2 separate regions of the Mus musculus genome follow, and region 1 is linked to region 2. Evidence: chromatin contacts called from public promoter capture Hi-C data. All regions are on one chromosome and are shown on one strand. The core of a region is the stretch at or near the end of the contact, and the rest is flanking DNA. Distances in the headings are between cores, read along the strand shown. Region 1 holds the start of Tfam (transcription factor A, mitochondrial). Region 2 has its middle 28 kb from the start of Gm40689.

What was found. Promoter capture Hi-C pulls out the DNA fragments that hold promoters and counts their contacts.
Region 1: a contact with region 2 is called in a promoter capture Hi-C map of 3T3-L1-derived adipocytes, with 4 times the contacts expected there. The contact joins the promoter of Tfam here to the enhancer-like site in region 2. A contact is called at or near these places in 3 of 39 promoter capture datasets (the 3T3-L1 cell line, 3T3-L1-derived adipocytes and hippocampal neurons), 15 of 484 Hi-C or Micro-C datasets (the NIH/3T3 cell line, the STO cell line, adipose-derived mesenchymal stem cells and 9 more) and 2 of 115 datasets of contacts at active chromatin or transcription factors (extraembryonic endoderm stem cells and fibro-adipogenic progenitors).

What each region holds. Positions count from the first base shown.
Region 1 is chr10:71,233,960-71,239,684 of GRCm38.p6, forward strand. It overlaps Tfam (transcription factor A, mitochondrial), which reads right to left and starts at 4,085. Exons shown (of 7, transcript NM_009360.4): 1 at 3,881-4,085; 2 at 2,957-3,072; 3 at 1,584-1,654; 4 at 906-1,055. The coding sequence starts at 3,981.
Region 2 is chr10:70,799,622-70,805,583 of GRCm38.p6, forward strand. No RefSeq gene overlaps it. Among named protein-coding and RNA genes, the nearest start is that of Gm40689, 28 kb to the right of the region's middle. Within about 2 kb of position 1,355, at least 91 of the 459 cell types and tissues checked have an H3K27ac peak or open chromatin away from gene starts, as enhancers often do. A contact at or near this core is called in 3T3-L1-derived adipocytes, the NIH/3T3 cell line, the STO cell line and 5 more, where this site is marked.

The DNA.
Region 1 (5,725 bases), core at 2,835-5,334, 440 kb after region 2:
CCATTTCATCCTTTCAGGGCATCCTCATATTGGCCCAACATGCCCACTCTGAACCTGATAAATATGGGACGATTTGTTTTAATAACCTTATCTCATTCCTCCCTTGCATGGCTCAAGCATTTAAAATTTAAAAGATGTGTTCGACTCCTGCCAGCTACCAAGAAGGGGAACTATGGGACGGGCAAAGAGCATCTCTTATGACAGGTCCCATATGTACTGTGATACACACTACACTGCACTTTCCTATCTATTTTCTGTACTTGGAGAGAGTCATAGCAGTGTCTGAATTGACAAAGTACTTAGGTGAGATGGCACAGCAAATAAAGGTCTGTATTGCATAACCCCAGCAAGGGTCAAAGGACAGAATGAACTCCACAAAATTATCCTCTGAGCTCCACACTGGTACCCCTGCCCCCATCGCGCGCGCGCGCACACACACACACACACACACACACACACACTTACTTAAAAAATAAATGGGAGGGGGATCCAGGAGGCATTAGGAGACCAAGGGTATTAAATGTCTAAGGTCTTATCTGCATGGGTTTGACACAGAAACTGTAAGAGAATTCCTAAAGAAAAATGTAGCCTGAATGAAATCAAACAGTGGCCTTGAAGTAAAATTAACACGAGTTGAAAAATAAAAAAAAGTTAACAATGCAGATGTTTTAATAGTTATTTCTTTAGAAGAAAATATGATCCTATCTATCTCAAGGTAAGTGACATTTTTCCTCTGATGTGCTAATGAAGGAATTAGGACCTTTAAAATCCTGATCCCCTCCAGACAATCAAACATGACCGTCCCTCTGGAAGGTCTGGCCTAACCGAGGTCTGACACAGGGGAACTGGCCCGGACTCTCGGCCATGCTGACTCTTCTCCCCGGCAGTGTCTCGGTGATACTCACTCTTCTCTTTACCAGTGCTTTCTTTTTTAACCGTCTCTGCCGGGCCTCCTTCTCCATACCCATCAGCTGACTTGGAGTTAGCTGCTCTTTATACTTGCTCACAGCTTCTTTGTATGCTTTCCACTCAGCTTTAAAATCAGCTTCATAAACCTGTGATGAAAACCTCAAATCAAAATCAATGAACTGGTGCTGCGGGCGAGCTCAACCCATCACATGTCAGGGAAGGACAACTGGACTCAGATAAAGGGAGATGACCAGCCAGGCGAAGACAGATGTGCTCTCAGATGTATTTTTTCACTGCTTGCTAATAATCAAGATGCGAGGACAGCAACTGGCCTTCATTCCTGACCACTGTCAACCACTCACCTGCACTCTGCCCATCCAAATCATCACTTACGAAACAAAAAGGAGAGATTACCTGTGTGGACAGGACCGCTAAGAGGGGAGGTGATACTGAGAAGATGGCTCAGTGAGTAAAGGCCTGCGAATGCTCAGGGTCTAAGACCCTCATAATGGGGGGCGGGGAGGGGCAGACACGGGTGGGCCCCTGGAGCTTGCTGGCCAATCAGCCCACTCAGCTAGCAAGCTATGAGCACATGCAGAAACCCTGCCTGTCCACTGAGCAAACACACACCCTATCTACACAACTGTCAGGAAGCTGACAACAGGAACGCTTACCTTTTTTTCTGCTTCTGGTAGCTCCCTCCACAGGGCTGCAATTTTCCTAACCAATTCTGAAAGTTTTGCATCTACAAATAGAATGGATTAAAAATGGATGTCTCAATTTTATTTCTTAGAGGTTAACTTCTACAACCTTTTGAAAATAGCCTAGTGGCTCTAAAGGCAGACTAATTACATGCATCTCTACACCATACAAATATAATTTTATCAGGAAATGCTAGAAAACTGATATTAGCTTTAAGGAGTATGTTGTAGATTACCAAAACCAGTCCTTGGAAACCCACTGCTAGAGTAAAATAAGCACTTGGGGAAGCACCTGCTTCAAGTTCAGGATGTCTGCATTTTAATTCAAATATTCTGTCATGTCTTTACTGTTAGTAAAACCCAAACAAACCACAAACATGTGCTGCTCACACAATAGCACTTCGCACTCCAATTACAGAAGTACCATTCAGATATAACACTGCTGTAAAAAATAATCCACCCATCTCCATTTCTCCCTCATTCTTAACTGAGGATACAGCTGCTTCATCAACCATGTGTTAGTGCCAAGTCTTCCATTTGAGAAGACAGGGGAATTCCTATAAGCATGTCTCTTCATCTCCTATCTACAAGGTAAGAATTTCAGTCTGATTTCCACTAGCATCCTTCGAGGTACTGGAAGTAAAAGAACTTTGGAAATCCTAAGGACTGACTTATTAATCAGCTACTACCTTTACACCGTATAATCAAATGAAGGCCCTACAACCCTTTCTTAGGCTTCCTGGAAAACTTTTCTAGTTGTAGATCTTTTTCCCACCTTCAGGAGCTTAGATAATTTCCAGTTAAGTTAATGATTTATACAGACCATTATTGTATTATATAGAACACTTCCCGATAAGTTATTTTATTGCACCTTAGACATTACAAACAAGCAACTGCCCAGGACAACTAGGCCTCAACTTTATCTCTTTTCTCTACAGTGCTCTTCACTCTACATGCTTTTGGTTTTTTGGTTTTTTTGGTTTTTTTTTTTAAGATTTACTCATTTTATGTATATGAGTACACAGTGGCCGTCTCCAGACACACCAGAAGAGGGCATAGGATCCCATTACAGATGGTTGTGAGCCACCATGTGGTTGCTGGGAACTGAACTCAGGACCTCTGGAAGAGTCAGTGCTCTTATCCACTGAGCCATCTCTCCTGCCCTCTACATCTTATTTTAAAACTATTTTTCTCATTTATATTTAAAGAACTTCTATTAGTTAAAAAAAAACTTATACAGACTACCAAAGAAAATGACTGTACTAGATGCTCTGGTAATGCAAATCAAAGATTGCAATTAAAAAAAAAATCATATCAGAGAAGATCATAAGCCCCAAACTCCTTACCTGGGTGTTTAGCTTTAAATTTGGGTAGCTGTTCTGTGGAAAATCGAAGGTATGAACTCATAGGTTTCTTTGGATAGCTACCCATGCTGGAAAAACACTTCGGAATACAGACAAGACTACACACAAGTAAAAAGAACGGAATGTCAGATACGTGTAACAGTCATACACAGATCTCAGATTCTAAGTACAAAGTCAGCCAAGGTGCTGTACATCCAACACCTCCACCTAAAATGCTAATAACTAGCCCAGCAGTTGTGGCACAGGCCTTTAATCCCAACATTCTAGTGGCAGAGCAGGTGGATCTCTGTTAAGTCAATGACAGCCTAGTCTACAAAAGGAGTTCTAGGACAGCCAGGGCTATGCAGAGAGACCCAATCTTTTAAATTAAAAAAAAAAAAAAAGTCAACCAATCAACCAAAAAAATATATAATCGTAATAACCTTTGAGTGCATTTCCCTTCCCTCTGCTGTGCTAAGAATTCAATTAAACGCAAGGGGCTTCAGCTGTATAAGCTCCATAACCGACTTACTTTAACAACCTACCCTAAGCAAAAAAATAAAAGAGGTTGCAGGGCTGAGGCTTGCAAACAGGGCAGGTTTGGGTGACCTAGCCAAACCAAAGAGGGGTGAAGCAAGTCCTAGCATCATGGGTGACCTAGCCAAACCAAAGAGGGGCCTGCAGGGCTAAAACAAGTCGTGGCATCCTGGGTGACCTCCTGGCAGCGTCCGGGCGAGCGTTCCGCGCCACAACTTCAGGGCCCGCCTCCAAGGCAGAAGGAGAGCGCCCTAGGCGCCGAAAGGTAGAAGGTGACAGGAAGTGGGGTCGGGTACCAAAAGGCGCGAGACCCCAGGCGGCCCGGAGGACGAGGGTGGGACGAGGGCAGACGGACGCCTGAACGAACGGCGTCCCTCGCCCGCGGCCTACCTGATAGACGAGGGGATGCGACCCCCGCAGCCCGCGCACATCTCGACCCCCGTGCGCCCCAGTGCTTTTAGCACGCTCCACATTCCCCGGAACAGCGCCATCGCTCGGGCCGACGAATGATGGCCCGGCGCCGTCCGGTTCGTCTCACGCAATACGGTGCCTATGGACTGCCACACTACCAGCGTGGGAACTCCGGGGGCTTGTTATCATGCCCGCCGCGCGCGGGGTACTGTGGGAAGCCCGGACTTCCGGTCCGCGGCAGGAGGCGGGGAGGACAGGAGGTGCTGTGCGTCCCCCACCGCTCAGTGGGCGGGGCCGGGCCGAGGAGGGGGCGGAGCCTGAGGCTAGGGAGGGTGGGCCTGGTCTAAGGTGGGTGTTGCTGAGCGGCGGCTTACCCCCAGGCCCCTGCCATGTGTTCTCCTGGGCTGCCTGCGTGCTGTTGCTGGACCATGGGCCTGGGCTGCCTACTGAGCTTCGTGACGCTGGTGCTGCGGCTTGTGTCACAGTGCCTGGCTACTGAAGTTAGAGATCCGTGGTACTGCTGATGCCCCAACAGCAAACTGCATGTTTCATGAGTCCGCAGGAAAGCCCACAAGGCTACTGGAGGGGTGGAAGAGAGGGAGGAGTGGTCTTGAAATGGATCGCCTTATTTATCTTCTCTTTAACAATTAATAGAAAGGAATGAGGGTTCCCAAGATGGCCCAGAGCCTGGCAAGCTGAGTTCTATCCCCAAGACCTACATGATTAAAAGAGAGAACCAACTCAAACAAGTTGCCCTCTGACTTTGACATACACACACACACAAACATGTACACAAAAGGAAATGTGTCACGAAAAAAAAATTAATAAACTGAACCCAGCTTGATGGTGCAGGCCTGTAATCCCAGCCCTTGGGAGGCGGAGGCAGGCATTCAAATTCATCCCCTGCTACATAGCAAGTTCAAAACTACATGAGACCCTGCCTCAAAACAAAAACCCAAACAACTAGCCCTCATAATAGCAACAAAGCAAGAATATTCTTCACTTGATCTTCTCCAAAAGGCTGAGAAGCGATAGCAAAAATATTCTTATATTAATACCTGAGCAGGGCATGCCAGAGCCCTGAATATTGTTTCCCACTTTGCAGATCACGTGGACTAGATGAGCTTAGCCAGCCAAACCACTGAAATTGTGGGACCAGGATGGACTTGAGGTAGTGTACAGTTTGTGTCCTACAAAAAACTCAATTTTTGTTTGTTTGGTTGGTTTTTTTTTTTTTTTTAATTCAATGGCATGGAAAAGATTAGGAAGATCTAAAAATGGTCAAGGGCTTCAATCTGTTAAAATATGTTGCTTAAGGTCTGGGAATGTGGCTTAACTGGTAGGGATGCCTGCCAGGATGCACAGAAAGCCGTTGGCTTAGATCCCCCCCATAAGCCAGGATCCTCACATAGAGCAGGCATGGTGTCTTAAGCCTCTAGTTCCAGAACTTGGGAAGCTGAGGCAGGACCACAAGTGCAGGGTTATCCTTGCCTACAAAGTAAATTCCAGGTCAGTCAGGCTAGAGACTTTGTTTCAAAGGTAAAATAAATAAATAACATTTAAAAATAACTATGTCATCCATCAGGCTCAGAGGTGAATGCTTTCACTCCAATCACTCTGGAGGTAAGAAGTGGGTAGAGATCTGTGATTGAGAGTTTGCTCTATATACAAGTTCCAGGTCGGCCAGAGTTAGCATGGTGAGAATATACCTAACAACAACAGCCTCTTCTGCTGCCTACCTGTACTTTTTTTTTTTTCTGAAAAGAAAGCAAAATCTTACTAGTGTAACACTGAGCTGAGAGTCTACTTCCTTTCTGCAGCTTT
Region 2 (5,962 bases), core at 105-2,604:
CTGGTAACTGAGGCAGGTCGGGGACAGAGTGTGGGGGATTTCCTTGCCACTTGAACGGTAAACTCATCCAGTTCCACAGGATCTAGAAAATGTATAATTGCTGCTTTGCCACACCTTTAATCTAAAACCTTCCAAGAAGCACAGGTTAACAGGCTCAGATTCCAATGGGGGTGTTCCTGCGGGTGGAAAGGGCAACCATGTAACTAAATAGGAAAGACAAAGAGAAATGAAACTCTGGGTGTACAGAGGCTTGTCTTTCCCTTCCACAGCTAAGACAGATATCACTCATCAGCGAAGCATGGCTCCCGGCCACGCCACCCTTAAGGGCTTTGGTGGGAATTCTTGCCAGACACTACCATTCTGCTAAAGGCAACAAAATGAAGCTGTGTGAAATGTTCCCACAAGACAGTCCTTGGCTCTCTAGATCCCTGCAGGCAAGCACTAAGGGTTTTTCTTCTTCTGACTGCAGTCCAGCACAAAAGAGATGAGATTGCAGTTTCTGCAGCTGGGAGAAGGCTCAGAGGAACAGATTTCTCCTCCTCCCTCTTGTCCATTGGAAGACTGGGTTGGGGAAGCTGTCATTTGCTGCCTTCGGCTCCTCCCTGAGTAATGGGTTTGTGTGTGTGTGTGTGTGTGTGTGTGCGTGTGTATGTGTGTGTGTGTTTTACCCCCTTCTCCTCTGTGAAACCTCTGTGCTTTGAATTCCTGCATTAAATACACAGCCCAATTTTTGACATGATTATTATCATTATCATCACCATCGTTGTCATTGTAGTCCTCGTCGTTGTCATCATCATCATCATCGTCATCATTTTTTGACTAAGTAGCTCTGGATATTTCCTCAAGAAGGAATGCAGCTATATCCTCCAGAGCTCCCTTTCCAGAGAAGGCTTGACAGTGTTGTCAAACTCTTCAGAGGCAAGGAAGCATAAGAAACAGACTCATCCATACCTGTCTCTCTATCACCTTATGGTTTCTGCTCACAGTGCGCAAGCAGCGCAGCAGCAGCAGCAGCAGCGTCAGAGGTTAGCAGACACCCTACTGTGTTTTGACAGGTGCTTCTCCATTAAGGCTTCTGATTGCCTGGCCTAATTGGGGGCTACACTTCTGCTCCACAAACATGGCTTCTCTGCTCCTCCCTCCTTATATCAGGGCTGCTGGTGAAGAGAGAACTCTGAGCTCAAACAGCTCTGTGACAGACAAGCCAGCCTGGCTGACATGGGAGGAGAAGATAGCAACTCCAGGCGCTGTGCAATTGCTCTCTATTCAAAGAAAATGATCTATGTGGCTTGCAGCTGGTTCCCAAACATCTTAGCTAGGACCCAGGGAGAGTGATCGCTTTGGCACCCAGCCATCTGGAGCCTGCAGAGTCCTGGGAGAGGTGGAGTCAAAAGGGAAGACCTCTTTAGTATCTCCATCACTCCAGTGCCATTCTCAATCCAGTCACTAACCCAGCTGCTGGCTCAGCACCGAAGCACACTCGTCCTGAGTTGTGTCCCAGTGGCTTCCTTCAGACTGGGCTTTTCAGCGTAGAGACGAGCCGACAAATCGCCTTCCTGTGCTGGCACGCCCACCTGAGTGTTTCCTCTCTGGCCCCAAGTGCACAGTCCTGTAGCGGTCACACTGCATGCACAGGAGCCTAAGTCAGAAATGTGCTGACGATTTGTTGTTGCCTGCACTGACACCCTGGTAGAGCCAAGGTAGAGAGCTGCTGCCTACATCCTCTGAACCGGAGCTCCAGGGTAGAAGGGCTTTGAATCTCAGGCAGGGGGAGATTAAGCTGAAGAAGCCCAGAGATGGAAAAGAGATCTGCGACCCAGCTGAGTTTAACGGGGCCAGCCCCTGCCCAGCCCCCACTGTGTCACCTATGTCTTAGGGCCTCATAATTCTCATTTAGAGAAACCAAAGTATAGGTCTTTGGGTTTCTTTGTTTGTTTTGTTTTGTTTTGTTTTGTTTTGTTTTGTTTTGTTTTGTTTTGTTTTGTTTTGTTTGAGACAGGGTTTCTCTGTGTAGACCAGGCTGGGCTCCAACTCAGAAATCCACCTGCCTCTGCCTTCCAAGTGCTGAGATTAAAGGTGTGCACCACCACTGCCTGACCTGTTTTTTTTTTTTAATTAAATGCCATTATTTCTGTTTGAGAACACACTTTAAAATAGGAAGGCATGAAAGAATATAGGTGGTCCATCCATGCAGCCAGAAGAGTAATGTCATCTCAGCCTGGAAAGGTGAAACAAAATATGATAGACTTGCCTTTAGCCCTTCATTTCCTTCCTGGTCTCCAAGTGGCTGTCTCTCTCAACTCTGCAGCCTGCAACAGTCCAGCTCACCCTCCTGGTTGATTTTTAAGCTTCTACCTGTAAGTAGGCAGTATATAGAGGATGCTTAATTAGAGCTGACACCTATATGATAGCTATTATTCTTCACTTCTGAATCTTTTTTTTTCCTTCTCATAGTATGTGTTTTGGTTTTCTTGTTGCTGTGTTGATTCTACACAGATCTCTAGAGAGCTGGTTCACTCATTTTCAAGCCATCTACCGTGGGTTTTCTAAGCCTACACCTTGTCTTAACAAGATGCCAGTGATTCGGCAAGCTGCCCTTACCATCCCTGAGACACTGCTGCATCATCTGGACTCACCCTGTCCACCTTCAGCCTCTTCTCTTGGGTCTAAGGTTGGTGTTATGGGTTATACTGTCAACCTACAGGATCTAGAATCACCTAGGAGACATGCCTCTGGTCAGGCCCCTGCTGGATCATCTGGTCCACCTAGATTAGGCTTGTTGAAGTAGGGAAAACTCACCCGGCATTCACTGGGTAGCACCGTTCCATAGATTAGGGCTCTAACCTGGATAAAAAGAGAAAATCGGTTGAATGTAAACATTCATCCTCACAAACATGTTTCACCACTAGGAATGCAATATGAATGCACCCCTGCCTCAAAGGCTGCTTACCTAGACTCATGATAATGGATCACACTCTAGAGCCATGAATCAGACTTCTTCCCCCTTAAGTTGTTCTTGTCACAGCAACAGGAAAAGCAGCTGAGGCTCCCGAGCTGAGCATCCCTTGTTGGGGATGTCCTCAATGGCATCAGTATTTAACTGAGATGAAGAATCCCCATGTGGGGTTCTGTGACTCAGAGTGGAGAGCTGCTGTTGCCCATTGTGTCTTCCTTGGTGAAATAGAAGCAACTTTACATCTTCTTCCAGATCAGCTATAGAGAGATTCTCTCATAAGCATCACCTGTCAATAAAGAAGCCGATGGCCAATGAGCTGAGGCAGGAAATAGGGGGTTGGACATCTGTCAGAGACAGAGAGGATTCTGGGAAATAGTAGGTAATATAGGAATTTCACCCTGGAACACTGAGGAACCAGTGTAAGAAGATGAGGAGAGGAAGCCAGCCACATAGCTGGACCCAGGTTAGAATAGAAGGGATAATAAGTTAAGAGCAAGTGAGAGAATATGCTGAAGCTTATGGCTTAAGCATTTGCTAATTTATTAATCAGTCTCAGAGTTGTTATTGCTGGGAATTAAGTTGTTGGGAGGGGAAAAATCAGATTTTGCATGCACTAGCTAGTGAGTCTGCTGGGTGAGTCCCTGGAATCTGCTTCTAGCTGGGTGCTCAGGATGGCAGAAATAGACCTCCCTTTATCTTACTGTATTACAAACAAGCAGTACGGGCACTCCCAAGGACAGATTCAGTTACCTTGTTCTATCGTTCTTCTCCATCTCTTTCTGCTAGTCAGGGAAGAAATGATCCAGACTGATCCAAAAGGGAGAGTCAAGCCCTTTGCCACCCCTCAATATGTTCAACAAACGTTTACAGAGTTCCTAAGTGTTTGCAGGTGTCAGCTGCTGTGCTAGGTGGTGGAGATGCCCGAGGCCCAGCCATCACAACCGCTTCTTCCAGGGTGGGGTATGTAAGCCCATAGCAGACAGATGCTCTTCTGCAGGGGAAACACCAGAAGTCCTGCAGAACAGGGGTTAGTTTAAGAAATGAATGTACCGTAGGTCTCAGAACACAGTGAACTAGAATCAGGTGTTGTCTCTGCTGGACTCTCAAATTCTGGAAGCAAGCATGCTCACAGTAAACACAGTTTCCCAGTCCGCATCTCTTCCCACTCAACAGTGTAGTTGATGCAGATTCTTGCCTTGTGCGGCTGCCCCCTTCCAATAGAACAGCTACCTACAAGCAGCCTACTTGACTGATCCTTGGACACTGCACACTCAGATGTGATCTGGTGGCTGCAATGATCCCCACTTAGTCAAAACATAACACTAGAAGTCTTACCCCACTTGCTTTAAACCCATTGACTAGAACTCCCCATCTGCTTGGATAACGCCTAAGACCCAGTAAAGACACTGGCTGGTGGCTCTACCTTTCTTGCTCTGTGTGTGATTCATATGTGTGACCTATACCCCAGGGTTTGGGAGCAAATTAACTCATTTCCATCTTAATCACTGGAAGGACCCTCCATCTTGAAGATCCTGAGTTAAACAGTCAGTGTGTTTGGCAGGGATGCTGGCTAGGGTAGAAGTTCTCAGATGGGAGTACATACGGGAGCAGCTAGAAGACATCTTAAACCCTGTAAATCCAAGGTATCAGACTCAATAGGTGTAGCCTGAGACTATGCATTCCCAACAAGTTCCCAAGTAATAACTGTGATGGTTGTATATGCTTGGCCCAGGGAATGGCACTATTAGAAGGTGTGGCCTTGTTGTTGGAGTAGGCGTGTCACCATGGGTGTGGGCTTTAAGACCCTCATCCTAGCTGCCTGGAAGTCAGTCTTCTACTAGCAGCCTTCAGATGAAGATGTAGCACTCTCAGCTCCTCCAGCACCATGTCTGCTTGGATGCTGCCATGCTTCCTGTCTTGATGATAATGGACTGAACCTCTGAACCTGTAAGCCAGCCCCAATTAAATGTTCTTTAGAAGACTTGCCTTGGTCATGGTGTCTGTTCACATCAGTAAAACCTTAACTAATACAATAACCAATGGCACTAGCTTGGAGACCCCACTGAAAGAACCAAGGTCTGAGAGGAGCTGAAGCCTCCTGGTTTGCCATTGGGAGCAAGGTCAGCTGAGTGGTAGCATCACCTGTGTAGCATTCCTGGAGTCCGTTTGGAATGCAGAAGCTGCTGAAAAAAGCACCTGTGCACATCAACTGTTGCAAAACACCCTCTGAAGACACTGACTCTGGAACTCGCTGTACATTTAGAGTCACATAGGGAAGGATTAAAAACTCATCGTGTCTGGATTCTGCTTCCAGGGATTCTCCTTGAATTGGTACACGGTGTGAAGCGACTAGAGGGGTTCTGTGTGTAGCGTGTTTTGGGAGTGGTTTGATGTGCATCCTGCATGGGAGTTGGTACCACAGAGAAAGTCAGGGTCGGAGTCACAGGAAGTAGGATGTGTAAAGGCACGGTGGCAAGAAGAGAAAAGTGAGATCATTAGACAAGTAGGAATGGATTGGGTCAGCACAGAGCTCATGGTTAGGGGGCCATAGTAAAGTTGTTCAGGGACTGGGGCATTTTAAGAGCTAGTTGTGAGAAATTTTAAGATTGTAGTGAGAGGCCAAATCTTTTAAGTTCAGACTCCATTTTAGAGAACCTGACCTACATTTGCACTCAGGCAAACTAACAGACTGGTACCTAGCATTAGCTTCCAAGCTGCTGTCCAACAAAACCGGAGCCTAGCTCCAGTCTCTAGGCTAATCCCTAATAAGACCAGCATCTCCAGGTTATACCCTCAACAAGACCAGTGTCTCCAGATTATTTCCCCCAACAAACCTGCACCCCAGGTTACAAGCCCACCCCCTGCCTAACGACCACCAATGCAGAAGGAAACAGAAGTTAAGTTTATGATAGGACTCCCAGCACCAGCCAATTATGTTAAAGGCCACAGTATCTTTCCAATTAGATGCTTGCACACAGATTCCCTGCTTGCAGCTTACTATAAAAT